3 separate regions of the Sus scrofa genome follow, and all the other regions are linked to region 2. Evidence: chromatin contacts called from public Hi-C and HiChIP or PLAC-seq data. All regions are on one chromosome and are shown on one strand. Each heading gives the region's core, a stretch centred on a gene start, on an enhancer-like site or on the middle of the called end of the contact. The rest is flanking DNA. Distances are from core to core; before and after follow the strand shown. Region 1 has its middle 32 kb from the start of SLC44A1. Region 2 overlaps ABCA1 (ATP-binding cassette, sub-family A (ABC1), member 1). Region 3 holds the start of SLC44A1 (choline transporter-like protein 1).

Region 1 (3,863 bases), core at 1,151-3,650, 290 kb before region 2:
TTCTTTTAAACTAGCTCCCCGCAGTCTTATATTCCCAAAGCAAATGAAATTAAAAAAAAAAAAAGGATATATGTACTTACAATACTGATCATGAAATAAAAAACAAAGAAATAAAGGAAATGAGTAGTTACCAAAGGCAGCAAATATAGGGCACGTTTTTGGTTTTGGTTTTGTTTTGCTTTTTAAGGGCCATATGTGCAGCATATGGAAGTTCCCAGGCTAGGGGTTATTTGAAACTGCAGCTACCAGCCTATGGCACAGCCACTGCAACTCCAGATCGGAGCCTCATCTTCGACACCCACCACCGCTCACGGCAATGCTGGATCCTTAACCCACTGAATGAGGCCACAGATGGAACCCATCCTCATGGATGCCAGTTGGGTTTGTTACTGCTGAGTCACAATGGGAACGCATTTTTCTTTCTCTCTCTCTCTCTTTTTCTTTCTTTCTTTTTCACTGTACAGCATGGATTAAGTTACGCATTGTTGTGTTGCGATGTAAGTATCTAGACATAGTTCTCAAAGCTACACAGCAGAATCTCACTGTAAATCCATTCCAAAGGCAAGAGTTTGCACCTGTTAACCCCAAGCTCCCGATCCCTCCCACTCCCTCCCTCTCCCCTCTGGCAGCCACAAGTCTATTCTCCAAGTCCATAATTTTCTTTTCTGTGGAAAGGTTCATTTGTGCTGTATATTAGATTCCAGTTATAAGTGATATCATATGGTATTTGTCTTTCTCTTTCTGACTTATTTCACTCAGGATGAGAGTCTCTAGTTCCCTCCATGCTGCTGCAAATGGCATTATGTCATTCTTTTTTATGGCTAAGTAGTATTCCATTGTGTGTATATACCACATCTTCCTAATCCAATACTCTGTCGATGGACATTTGGGTTGTTTCTATGTCTTGGCTATTGTGAACAGTGCTGCAATGAACATGCGGGTACATGTATCTTTTTTAAGGAAAGTTTTGTCGGGATATATGCCCAAGAGTGGGGTTGCTAGATCATATGGTGGTTCTATGTGTAGATATCTAAGGTACCTCCATGCTGTTCTCCATAGTGGCTGTACCAGTTTACATTCCCACCAACAGTGCAGGAGGTTTCCCTTTTTTCCACACCTCCCTCCAGCATTTGTTATTTGTGGAGTTATTAATAATGGCCATTCTGACTGGTGTGAGGTCGTATCTCATGGTAGTTTTGATTTGCATTTCTCTAATAATCAGGGATGTTGAGATTTTTTCAGGTGTTTGTTGGCCATCTGTACATCTTCTTGGAGAACTGTCTATTCAGGTCCTTTGTTTTTCTTTTTAGGCCACCTCTCAGCATATGAAGTTCCCGGGCCAGGGATCAGATTGGAGCCACAGTTGCAAACTACACTGCAGCTGAGGCAACGCCAGAGCCTTTACTTTTTATTTATTTATTTATTTATTTATTTTTTTTGGATTTTCTAGGGCTGCACCCTTAGCACATGGAGGTTCCCAGGCTAGGTGTCTAATTGGAGCTGTAGCCGCCGGCCTTCACCAGATCCACAGCAACGCGGGATCCGAGCTGTGTCTGCAACCGACACCACAGCTCACGGCAACGCTGGATCCTTAACCCACTGAACACAGCCAGGGATGGAACCCGCAACCTCATGGTTCCTAGTCGGATTTGTTAAGCGATGCGCCACAACGGAAACTCCAGCGCCAGAGCCTTTAATCCACTGTGTGTGCTGGAGATTGAACCCGAGTCCTGGTGTTGCATAGATGCTGCTAATCCCATTGCACCACAGCAGAAAGTCCGGGACACATTTTTTTTAAAGTTCAGGAAATTGCCTTCTACCCAAGGGAGGAAGTGTAAATGACTCCCTTCTTGTACATCTTGCCCGGCCCTGGCCCTCCTAAGCCCTGCCTTTCTCCAAGTGTTATGAATCATCTTTTCCCTGCCTCATAAGACATGCTGGTTAATCACTCAAATGACTCTGCACTCCACAAACAGTATCAAATGTGCCTTGTATGTTCCAGATACTGTTCTGGGCTATGTGGTAACTTGGGGCGGGGGCGGGGGGGGGATGAACTGGTCAGGCTCCTTGCCCAGGGGATGCTTCCCTCTGTGTAAGCCCTCTGCTCTCTCAGTCATCCACTCTTCTGGTTTGGAGCCTGAGGTATAAGCTTTATCCACAGCCAAAGGGCAGTGCTGTGAACACTGGCGAGCAGTGAGGTGGAGAAAATGTTGGTCATCAGAACTGTCTGAGGGAGAGCTCTCTGGTTGATTAGAAGAAATACTTTGCAATGACATTTGGGGTGGAAAGTGAAGTCCCAAGGGCCTTGTCCATCAAGAAAAGATGTCCGCTAACCTGCTTTGCATGAGGCAAGGAGATGGATTGTGTTGTTCCTTAAGAGACGGCAGAGAAGGGGGAGGGCAGAGGGTGCAACCACCATGCAACAGCAGGGAGATGTCTGCCACATGATGCAACCCTTTGTGGGGAGGCACAAATCTTTGGTCCAATGTTCTAAATGAATGAGATGTTCAGCATTCACGATTATATTGTGGAGACTGGTGAAGGGGCTGAGCTTGTTGTATGAACTGAAGCTGAACAGTGTTGCTGGGATTTCTAGTTTCATAAGCTCAGACATTCCTTTTTTGCTTGAGACAGTCTGGCTCTCTCTGTCTGTCTCTCTTTCACACACACACACACACACTCATGTATTCAAGTACAGACTATCCTATCCTTTTTCGTGGTGATAGAGAAGGAATGCTGGGTAGAGGCAGGTAAAAGGAGGATTAATCTATCAGACTGGAACATGACAGGCAGAGGGTACCAGGGGGCTTGGTGAAATGGGCATGGTGCCCAGGGCTTGGGCAGCCACAAGTCAGAGGATGATAAACAATGGAAATCAATGACTTATAACGTCTGGAAGACAAGGCCACAGGGATTTTTCAAAGTCCAAGCAAACAATCACCAGTCAGGGGTCTGCCAGTGCTGTGGGATTTGAGTGAGGCAGAGGGTCAAATGGTCAAACATTTCCTCAGCACTGTGATGTGCCAACCTATAGGGATTGAGACACTGCCCACTTTTCTCTCCATGAGAGACCTTTAGGTCCAGTAGCAAGAATAGGAAGCTCAGAAGAATCTGGCAAGATAAGGAGGTCTTCCACAGGGAGGTGGTTCCTACTGTCAGCTTTGGAAGTTAAACAGGAGTTAGGCAGATGTATGAGGACAGACCTTCCAGGCAGGGGGTTGGCCTCTGCAAAGGACATGGAGACTGAGGCAGGAGTTGAGGTTCTCTGAGATCAAAAAGGCTCTGCCTGGAAAGGAGAGAAGCTGGGAACACACCTTTCCCTCATGGCTCTTGGAAAGAATCAACCCTACCCACACCTTGCTCTTAGACTTCTGGCTTCCAGAACTGAGAGAAAATTAATTTCTCTTGTTTAAATCACTCACTCAGTGACACTTTGTTATGGCAGCCCTAGCAAACTCATGCAGTGGATTTGGATTCTGGCTCAGCTTCATCTCAACTGTGGAACCTTGGGTGAGTTACATAATCTAAGTCTCAATTTCCTCATTTGTAAAACAAAGTAGTCAAAGCCTTGTTGTGACAAATGATATGTATCTTAGTGCCTAGCCTGAAGTCAGCTTTCAATAAAGGCTAGCTGCCATGATTATTATGGTTTCTTAGCAATATTTTTTTTTTTTGGCTTCATGCTGCAATGTTAATGTAATGAAACTCAAATGGCTATAATTTTTGTTTATGATTTCCTCTTCACCTCAGTCAGTCAATGTAGTCAGGGAGTTCCCCTTGTGGTACAGCGGAAACAAATCTGATTAGTAACCAGGAGGAGGTGGATTCAATCTCTGACCTCACTCAGTGGGTGGGGGATCCAG
Region 2 (4,292 bases), core at 1,069-3,568:
GGTATTTTATACCATATAAAAATATATATTTTAACAGTTCTTCCTTAGCCCAGCGCTAGGAAGAACTCTCTTCAGCCCCTAATTCATAAACTCATCTTCGCGTCCATCCCATCTTCCTGGCCTTCTCAGGGCTCTGCAGGCTGATTCTGATCCCTCAGTCAAGGTGTTAGGAGCATCTAGTCTCATTTTCAAAGACCAGCTCATGAGCAAGAGTTGAATGCCTCAAACTCTCTTCTTTCCTCCCAGCTCTTTTTCTGTCTGTGCTTTCTGTCTGATTTGGTCTTTTCTGTTTCTAGACTCTCTTTCCCCCTATTTTGATCTCATCTTCTCTCTTGAAGTCCTTGCCTTTTCTGGACATCCTTCCTCACCTTCCACCTCTCTGGCCTTCACAAAGGGTTCTCCGTGCAGAGTTCTCCCAGGAGTTTTCTTGCTTTGTCTAATATTGGCTCTTGACTCTTTCTCTCTTTTTCTTTAGATCCAGAACTCACTGTGACTAGTGCTACCTCCTCAGTGTTCCCTTTCTTTTCCCTTTGGGCTTCCCAAGCCAGCTGGACTGTGCCACCACCTCCACTGCATTAGCAGAGGTCCTGGCCAGTATGAACAGGTCACCCTCTCCCTCTGGGGCACAGTCTCCATTCGTGCTTTGAGGACCTGGTTACCATTCAGCTTCTTATTAGCTGATGTCAGTCCTGGTTCCAGGGGCTCCTGACAACCTCTCCCACTTTGCCCACCTCTCAGTAAGACACAGGTATACTGTTGCCTTCGTAGATGGATCTGGGAAAGACATGTCATGTCTCTCTCCATCCCTCCATTTCAGTGTTGACAGATTCTACAGTGGCAGAGAAGGCTGGAGACTCCCAGTTCTGCTCACCTGACCCTCTGTCCATCTCTTGGAAGGCAAGGGCAGGGATTCTGTTTTTATACAGCATCTTTTATTACAGGCTCCTGCCTTCAAGGAGCTCCAAGAACTATTGCCACTTGAAATCATAGTTCTGGTATTTTGCTTCAGCAGCCATTTAGAAGTTTGTTGAACTAATGCAAGTTCCATTCCATGTAGAATAAAGAATATGTGGTTCCTAAAGTTGTGATGCTCCCGTTGGTCTCAGGAGAAGTATCTGGCTTCCCTGGGACTTGCCACAAAGGGTTCAGGAAGCAGAAGCCTACATATTCTGGTTTCTCTGTGGAACCCTTCACGTAAGTGTCATCCAAGACTTTATCAACAATTATTTTGAGCTTGTTTGATTTCTAAGCTTATATTTTTTCTTACAATATGTGTGAGTCAGTAAGACATTTAGTGTCTTTAGTATTTACTTAAGCCACCCTCTCCCCCGGTATGATCAGCCTTTGTTTAGAGAAAAATACAGGATCAGAGAGCCCAAGTGACTTCTTCAAGGCCCCATAACTGAAAACTTCTAGAACTGAGATAGGAACCATGTTAGCCAGACTCTAGATCTTTCAGGGGTGTCTTGGGATCCCTCAGCAAACCTCCACTGTTCCTCGGTTGGGATGCTGGGGCCCAGATGAACAGCAGGGAGAGGTGCTGACCGCAGGCTCCCAGCCTCCTCCCACCTGCTCTGAGGAGTCACCTCAGGGAGCAGCCAGGTCACTCTGCCTAACTCCCTTCTCTAGAGCCCTGACGTTCCCACAGAGGCCCTGGTTTTCCCTGAGGGCTGCACCCCTCTCAGAGAAGCAGGCAGGAGCTACTCTTGAAGAAAGTGGAGCCCTAACATCAGGAAAACAAACCAAAACAACAACAGCAACAAACACCCAGAAGAAGCTGAGCATGTTTGTTCCCAGCCCTCTTCTGGCAGAGAAATGTTTTGAGGTCTTCTTGTTTATAAGGCTTGGCTTAGGCTGAGTAAAGCCAGGAGTGAGATCTGGCTGAGACCCCTCGAGGCCACTGCCGGTGTGATGGGTCAGGGCTGGGAGACCCCCTGGGTGTCCTTTTAAGAAGAGTATCTGGGCCTTAGATGCTGACATGATCTCTTTCTCTGCTTCTCCTTTTTCTTCCTTTGCCTCCTCCATCTACTTCTCAAGCAGCTGATCGCTGTGGTTTCTTTTTATGTTGAACAAAAGAGACTACAGCGATCTTGAAACTGAGCTGGGGACTGGAGGGCATTGACCGAGAGTAACCCCGCCGCCGCAGCCAGCTCAGCTGAGGGTTTCCCTCCTCCGCTTTCCTGGGAGGCTGCCCTCCCTGCCGCCCCCCCCCCCCGTCCCTCCCCCCTTCTCCTCCATTGCACTCAGGGCAGGCTGGGGAAGAAGCAGGAGGAACACTCTGGGGATGAAAGCATCCCCCTGGTGCAAGAGTCCTGCCCTCCCACCCCTCTCTGCCTCCCACAGAAGAATTTCCTTAGCCTGTGCTGAGAGCCTGCCCAGAGGACTGGCAAGAGACTGAGAATTCTGTCCTGTTTGTCCTCAGCCCACAAACACACATTTCACTTTTTTTGTTCTTTAGACTCTAAGCTCTTGAATCGGTTTTTTGTTTTTTTGTTTTTTTCTCCTTTTCTTTGCCCCACTCTCCTGCACCCAAAGTAAAATTCTCTGGAAAAGGACATGCACCATGGGCTCCTCAAGGCAAAACTAAGGAGGCTGAGTTCAGGGGATCAAGTATTTTGGTCCATATCGGAGAGATGGCAGCAGGGAGGTTCTCGGGGCCTTTTGCTGGATGGGGACTTTCTGTCTTGTCTGCAGGGCAGCAGGGACGCAACGTTTTATTTAGTGACTGGTCCAGCAACTGGATGACCGTGTTCTCTGACAGCAGGTACATCCTCTCAGTGACCCGTGGAAGCTCATGAGACTCTTGCCTCCAAAAGGGTACTTGTACTTTCTTGATCTGGGTTTGCACAACAACCTGTGCCTGTTATTATTACCCCATCTTACGTCTAAGGAAACTGAGGAGGCCAGAGAGAGTCAGAAAAGGGGAAGAGTGAGGTTAATGGTTACACGGTTAGGAAACAGCAGAGCTGGGACCTGAATTCAGATCTTCTGATGCCTGTTGAGTGCTGACTTAGTACCTTTCAGTACCAACAATAAGAAGACCTCTGAAATCATCGTCTACAACCCACCCACCCATTACAGATAAGGTCATGTGGGCAAGAGTAAATGGCCAAGGACTGGTTGTCTTTTCCATTAAGTGTTCTCTATCTTGCCTCCAGCCATTGGTTGCTCTTACTTGTCATCTTCCTCCTGTGTCCGTCCTTGCAGTGATCCTATAGAGGTGATCATTCCGTTGATTCTCTAAAGTTCTGAATAGACAAATCAGTCACATTCAACCTTTTCTTCCCCTAATAGACAGTATCAGCAGAAAAAATTAATCCTTTTTTCTGATGCAGGAACTCAGCCAGGCAAATACACAACACACATGCGCACGCGTGCATGTGCACATACACATATATCTTAGATCAAAAATTCAGCATCGACTTAGTTGGCACAGTTGCTCCTCTGTTCTTATCTATTCTGAAAGCATATGCTTTGGGGTCAGACTAGCAATGAAGCCACTGAGGTGTCTTTTCTGAAAGTGATGATGGTGTTAGTTTATCCTTTATGGAGACCTTTTCTTGGTTCCAGGCTTCCTACTGGGACCTCATTTAACCTCCAGCTCAGCCCTGTGAGGTAGATGCTCTTGTCATCCCCACTTGTCTTGTTATGGACATGTCCCCACGCCCTGCCTCCAGCTCCCACTCTCCTGACTGTCTTCCTGACCTGGGCTGATGCACCTGTGGGGTGGGGGGAACTTCCGGAGACCTGAGCGCTCTCTTGACGGGTTTGTTTCACACGCATGTCCTGTTTTGTCCCACAGCAGATCACTACAGCTCATGACTTGATTTGCTCCCTTGTGTTCCTCCATTCCTTCCCCACCCACCTCCGCTGTGCGAGGCACTGCCACACCTTGGAGTTCCAAAGTCCCGACCCTCAGGCACTGGTGTTCTTCTGGGGAGAAAGATGTGGTTTCAGAGAACTGCAGCTCAGGGGAAGTGCACATAGGAGGCTATTAGGGCATGGAGGGTGGCCACCTGATTCAGCTGGAGGGTGGGAACATCAGGGCAGGCTTCCTGGAGGAGATGACTCATGGGCCAAATCATAAAGAAGGGGAAGAGTTAGCCAGGCCAAGAGGGGAAGGGCTGTTTCAGACATCAGACATCATCTCGGCATTCTTGGCTTTTCCACTCATTTTCCTGCTGACAACAAAATGGAGAAAACTGAGACCAGAGTTGCAAAGTCATCCTACACTGGCCTCACACCACACCACACCTCATCCTCTTCCTTCCTCCACTGTACTCCTTGAATCT
Region 3 (3,897 bases), core at 333-2,832, 320 kb before region 2:
ATTTAGCAGCAGCAAAACACTTCTGGCATTATCACAGATGCCAGATCTCTGAAGGAATTATTTTCCCAAACTAGCATTTTTCTTCACCAAGAACCGACCCTCCTTTATTTCTAAAAACAAGAGCCCTTGTCTCCCCCCAAAACAAACAAATCAAAGACCACAGTTAAATTCTACGCTAATGAAACTGTGAGATTACATCCCAGGCGTTGTCAGAGCCTATTTTTCATACACCACCACCAGACAGTTTGATGCAGTATTCCTGATTGCTTTTTATCGTATTTGTAAATACACTCACTAATCCACTAAATTAGGTAATTTACAAACAGGTCCTCTCAGTTATTAGTGGCCATCAGTCAAGTCCTATTACATTTGATCCTTATACAGTTGTCTAAACATTTCTGTCCAGGTTAAGGGCTCGGATTGGCGAGAGGGAGGTTAGCGAAATTTGGATGGGGGCAGGGTGGAAGCTGGGAGAAATCTCTGCATCTCAGCCCTCAGCGACAACATTCAGCCAGTGCCCACAGAAAAACTAAATTCGGCACCTCTTTCTCCTGTTACACTGGCAACAAAGAGGGAGTTTCCGTAACGCTCCCGTCACCCACCAGGTGCCCAATCTCCTTCCCTACCCAGTCCCAGCGCTCCCGCAGGGGCCTCGGTTTACGAAGAGGCCGCGGTGCCCGGGGTCAAGGCACAAAGGGGGGATGGGGTAGGAGGCAAGCGACTAGAATTGGGAAAGCGGATCGAAGAAGGGCTCCGGGACTCGCTTAAACACTTGAACCCGGACGGGGGGCGCTGGCAAGAGAAAGGGGACACAATATCGAATAGAGCAGAAACTGTAATAAGGTGGGAAAGGGGTAAACAGCCCATACTGGGGGTACTCCTCCAGGAAGCACAGAAAATAGTCAGTGGATGGGGCGAGGGAAGTCTCCAAGGAGGTGGGAAGAGAGGAGCCAGGCCCACAAGACGAAGGAAGGGGTGCCACCTGGGGCAGAGAGCAGGCGCCCTTGTTGCCAGTACCTGCAGGCTGGCGGGACGGGGCCGCTCAGGTGTGACTGGGAGGAGGCTGCCAAGTCGGAAAGGGGCCGGGCAGAGCTAGAGGCGCCCTGGGGGCCGCGCAGAGGCGCCTGCGAGTCAGCAGCCTCGGGAGCCAGCGCGGGGGCATCTGCGGGACAGAGGGAGGCAGGAGAGGGAGGCGGAGGTGGGGGTCTCTGGAGTGCACCGTGGGCCGAAGGGAGGCTTGCGGGTAGTGGGAGGCAGCGGGCGCCCGCGGCGCAACGCGGTGCGGGAGAGGCATCCGGGCGGGCGGCCGGGAGGCGGGAGCCCCTCACCTGCGCGGCTGAGGAGGCGGAGCTGCAGCAGCCCATGGCGGGGCCGGAGGAGCCCGGAGGCGGCGCCGGGCGCGCAGCTACGCCCCGGAGCCCCTCGGCATGCGAGCCGGCGGGCGCCCGGGGAGGGCGCGGCCTGGCCCCGCACTGCTCGGCGGTGGCGGCGGCTGCTCGGGCGGCGGCAGGTACTCAGGAGGCGGCGCGACTCGGGGCAGGCGCCGGCCACATCCCCCGGCGGCGGCGGTGGTGGCTGCGTGGCTCCTGCTCCGCTCCTGCTGCTGCAGCTGCTCCCCAGCGGAAAGGGGCGGGCGGCGGCGGCGACGGCGCCTCCCCCTGTCCCCCGCCTCCCGCCTCCCGCGCCCAGTCCCTCTCCCGCTCCCTCTCCCGGGCAGCCGCCTCCTCAGCGCCGCTCGCGTCTCCCATCAGACTCCCCGCCCCCAGTGCAGCGCCGCGCGGGCGGCCGGGCGGCTGCGGCCAAAACGAGGCCGGGCCCTTCAGCGCGCGTCGGAGCCTGCGCGGTGCCGAGCCCATTTAACTGTGGCACCGAGGCAGAGCGCTACCTCAGGGCAAGAGGGCGCCTGAGGCTGGGGCGCCCGAGAGTTGAGCAGGCTCGCTGCTGAAATGGGGCCGGGTTGCTTCCGGAGGCATGGGCGAGGCGCGCAACCCGAGGGGTGGCTGATGTTAATCCAGAGGAAAAGGTACACGATAAATCCCTGGAGAAGGAGTAGATGATAGAAGACGAGGATCATCTGTTGCTACTCGCCCCATTTTGCTGATGTGGAAACTGAGCCTTGAAGGGCACCGAGAGCCTAAGGGAACTCACTCAAGGTCGAACTTCTTATAAACAGCTGAAAATAGGGAAAGGGCAGAAAGTTCTCCAGGTCTTTCAATTCAGAGACATATCGGATCTGAAGGATAGATACTTTTTGTGCAGAATAGACCACAAATACAATAAACGAGTATTAATTCATTGTATTAAGACATATATATGCTGAGGGTATACTAAATTACAGTAGTTTATAGGCACTAAGAATAAAAAGGTGAACAAAAGAGCCAACGCTTCTGCTGTCCCCATTGCTACATACATACGCAATGCATTATCGACAGAGTAGGCGTGGTCACCACCTTCAAGAAATTTACAACCCTAAGTCGCTGAGAAATGGTATGAGATGAAAACAGCTAAAATGTAGCAGGAATAAAACCAAAAATCATGCTTAATATTAAGAGAACCACTTACAAGGCACTATTACAAGTCCTTTACATGTTTCCTTAAAGACAATCAGAAAAGAAAAAAAAAAGTTTGCAAATGAAAGGCATGAAGTTTTAAAGACTACTCAGGGAGTTCCCTTTGTGGCATAGCAGAAACAAATACGACTAGTATCAATGAGGTTGCAAGTTCGATGCCTGGCCTCAATCGATGCCTGGCCTCAATCAGCGGGTTAAGGAGCGTCGCTGTGCTCGGATCCTACTTGCTGTGGCTCTGAAATAGACTGGCAGCTAAAACTCCTATTCACAGTCTAGCCTGGGAACTTCCATATGCCTCTCCAGCTGCCCTAAAAAAAAGAAGAAAAGAACAAAAAAGACTACTCAAAGTCTGGGGTGGGGGGAAATAGCACAGAAGTAAATTGACTTTATGTGCCTTGAAAGGGAAAGCAAAGTCACAATGGGAACCTGGGGACAGCCAAAGAAAAAGCCAAAGAATTTCCAGTTGTGTGTTTCAATTTCTTGGGTCTGTGACCAGAATATGTCACTTCTCTTAGCCTCTTTCTCCGCTTCTGTGAAAAACAGATAATAAGGTTAACCAGGAAGAGTGGGTGTCAAGATTAAACAATATATGAAGTTCTCTGGTGGCTTAGTGGGTTAAGGAACCCACATTGTCACTGCTATGACTTGGGTCACTGCTGTGGCGTTGGTTGGATGCCTGGCCCAAGAACTTCTGCACATGGAGGGCACAGCCAAAAAATAAATAAATAAAATAAAATAAAGATTAAATAATAAATGAAAGTAACTAGTAGAATAGTAAGGATTCATTAAGTACTGCTTGAGATCATTAATTCTTCCCCTGTATTCTCCCTGTGTTCCTTTACAATTTGATCAGAGGGTTCACCATACCACTGGGCTGGTGAATCCTAAGTATGTTACCAATAACCATTAGGCCATTAATGGCTCTGGTCCCAATTCTGATTGTAAACTCCACCATTAGATTGTAAACTCCCTGAGAACAAGGAAAAGCATTTTCTCCTTTGTATCTGTCTCAGCTCTTTCAAATGTTTGTTGAATTATTCAATACACCAGAAATAAAAAAACCTTCCCTTGAGATTTTTCCCTCAAAGCCTCAAAGTACATCTTGTTTTTAACTGAGGGAGGAGGCTGAAAGTAAAATTACAGTCTTAAACAAGAAGCCATCTGTCTTCCCTCTTTATAATCAAGGAAAGGGGAGTTGTTTCTCTTAGCAGAGTCAATATGGGAGCATTTCTCTCAGATTATAAAAATCTTCTTGGCTAGTGTAGTTATTCTATGTAGTAGCTAGTACTTATTTTGTAATTAGAACTGCAGAAGCAGATAACAGACT

Evidence for each region. A called contact is a pair of places that touch in the nucleus more often than the background predicts. HiChIP or PLAC-seq counts read pairs in DNA pulled down with a chosen protein or histone mark.
Region 1: an H3K27ac HiChIP or PLAC-seq map of alveolar macrophages shows a contact between it and region 2. The contact joins two enhancer-like sites. A contact is called at or near these places in 2 of 2 datasets of contacts at active chromatin or transcription factors (alveolar macrophages and skeletal muscle).
Region 3: a Hi-C map of skeletal muscle shows a contact between it and region 2, with 2.7 times the contacts expected there. The contact joins the promoter of SLC44A1 here to the enhancer-like site in region 2. A contact is called at or near these places in 1 of 5 promoter capture datasets (fetal liver) and 1 of 47 Hi-C or Micro-C datasets (skeletal muscle).

What each region holds. Positions count from the first base shown.
Region 1 is chr1:246,514,353-246,518,215 of Sscrofa11.1, reverse strand. No RefSeq gene overlaps it. Among named protein-coding and RNA genes, the nearest start is that of SLC44A1, 32 kb to the left of the region's middle. Within about 2 kb of position 2,400, at least 13 of the 83 cell types and tissues checked have an H3K27ac peak or open chromatin away from gene starts, as enhancers often do. A contact at or near this core is called in alveolar macrophages, where this site is marked.
Region 2 is chr1:246,224,602-246,228,893 of Sscrofa11.1, reverse strand. The region is part of intron 5 of ABCA1 (ATP-binding cassette, sub-family A (ABC1), member 1); the gene reads left to right. Among named protein-coding and RNA genes, the nearest start is that of ABCA1, 52 kb to the left of the region's middle. Within about 2 kb of position 2,318, at least 51 of the 83 cell types and tissues checked have an H3K27ac peak or open chromatin away from gene starts, as enhancers often do. A contact at or near this core is called in alveolar macrophages, fetal liver and skeletal muscle, where this site is marked.
Region 3 is chr1:246,546,226-246,550,122 of Sscrofa11.1, reverse strand. It overlaps SLC44A1 (choline transporter-like protein 1), which reads right to left and starts at 1,582. Exons shown (of 16, transcript XM_021067056.1): 1 at 1,329-1,582. The coding sequence starts at 1,364.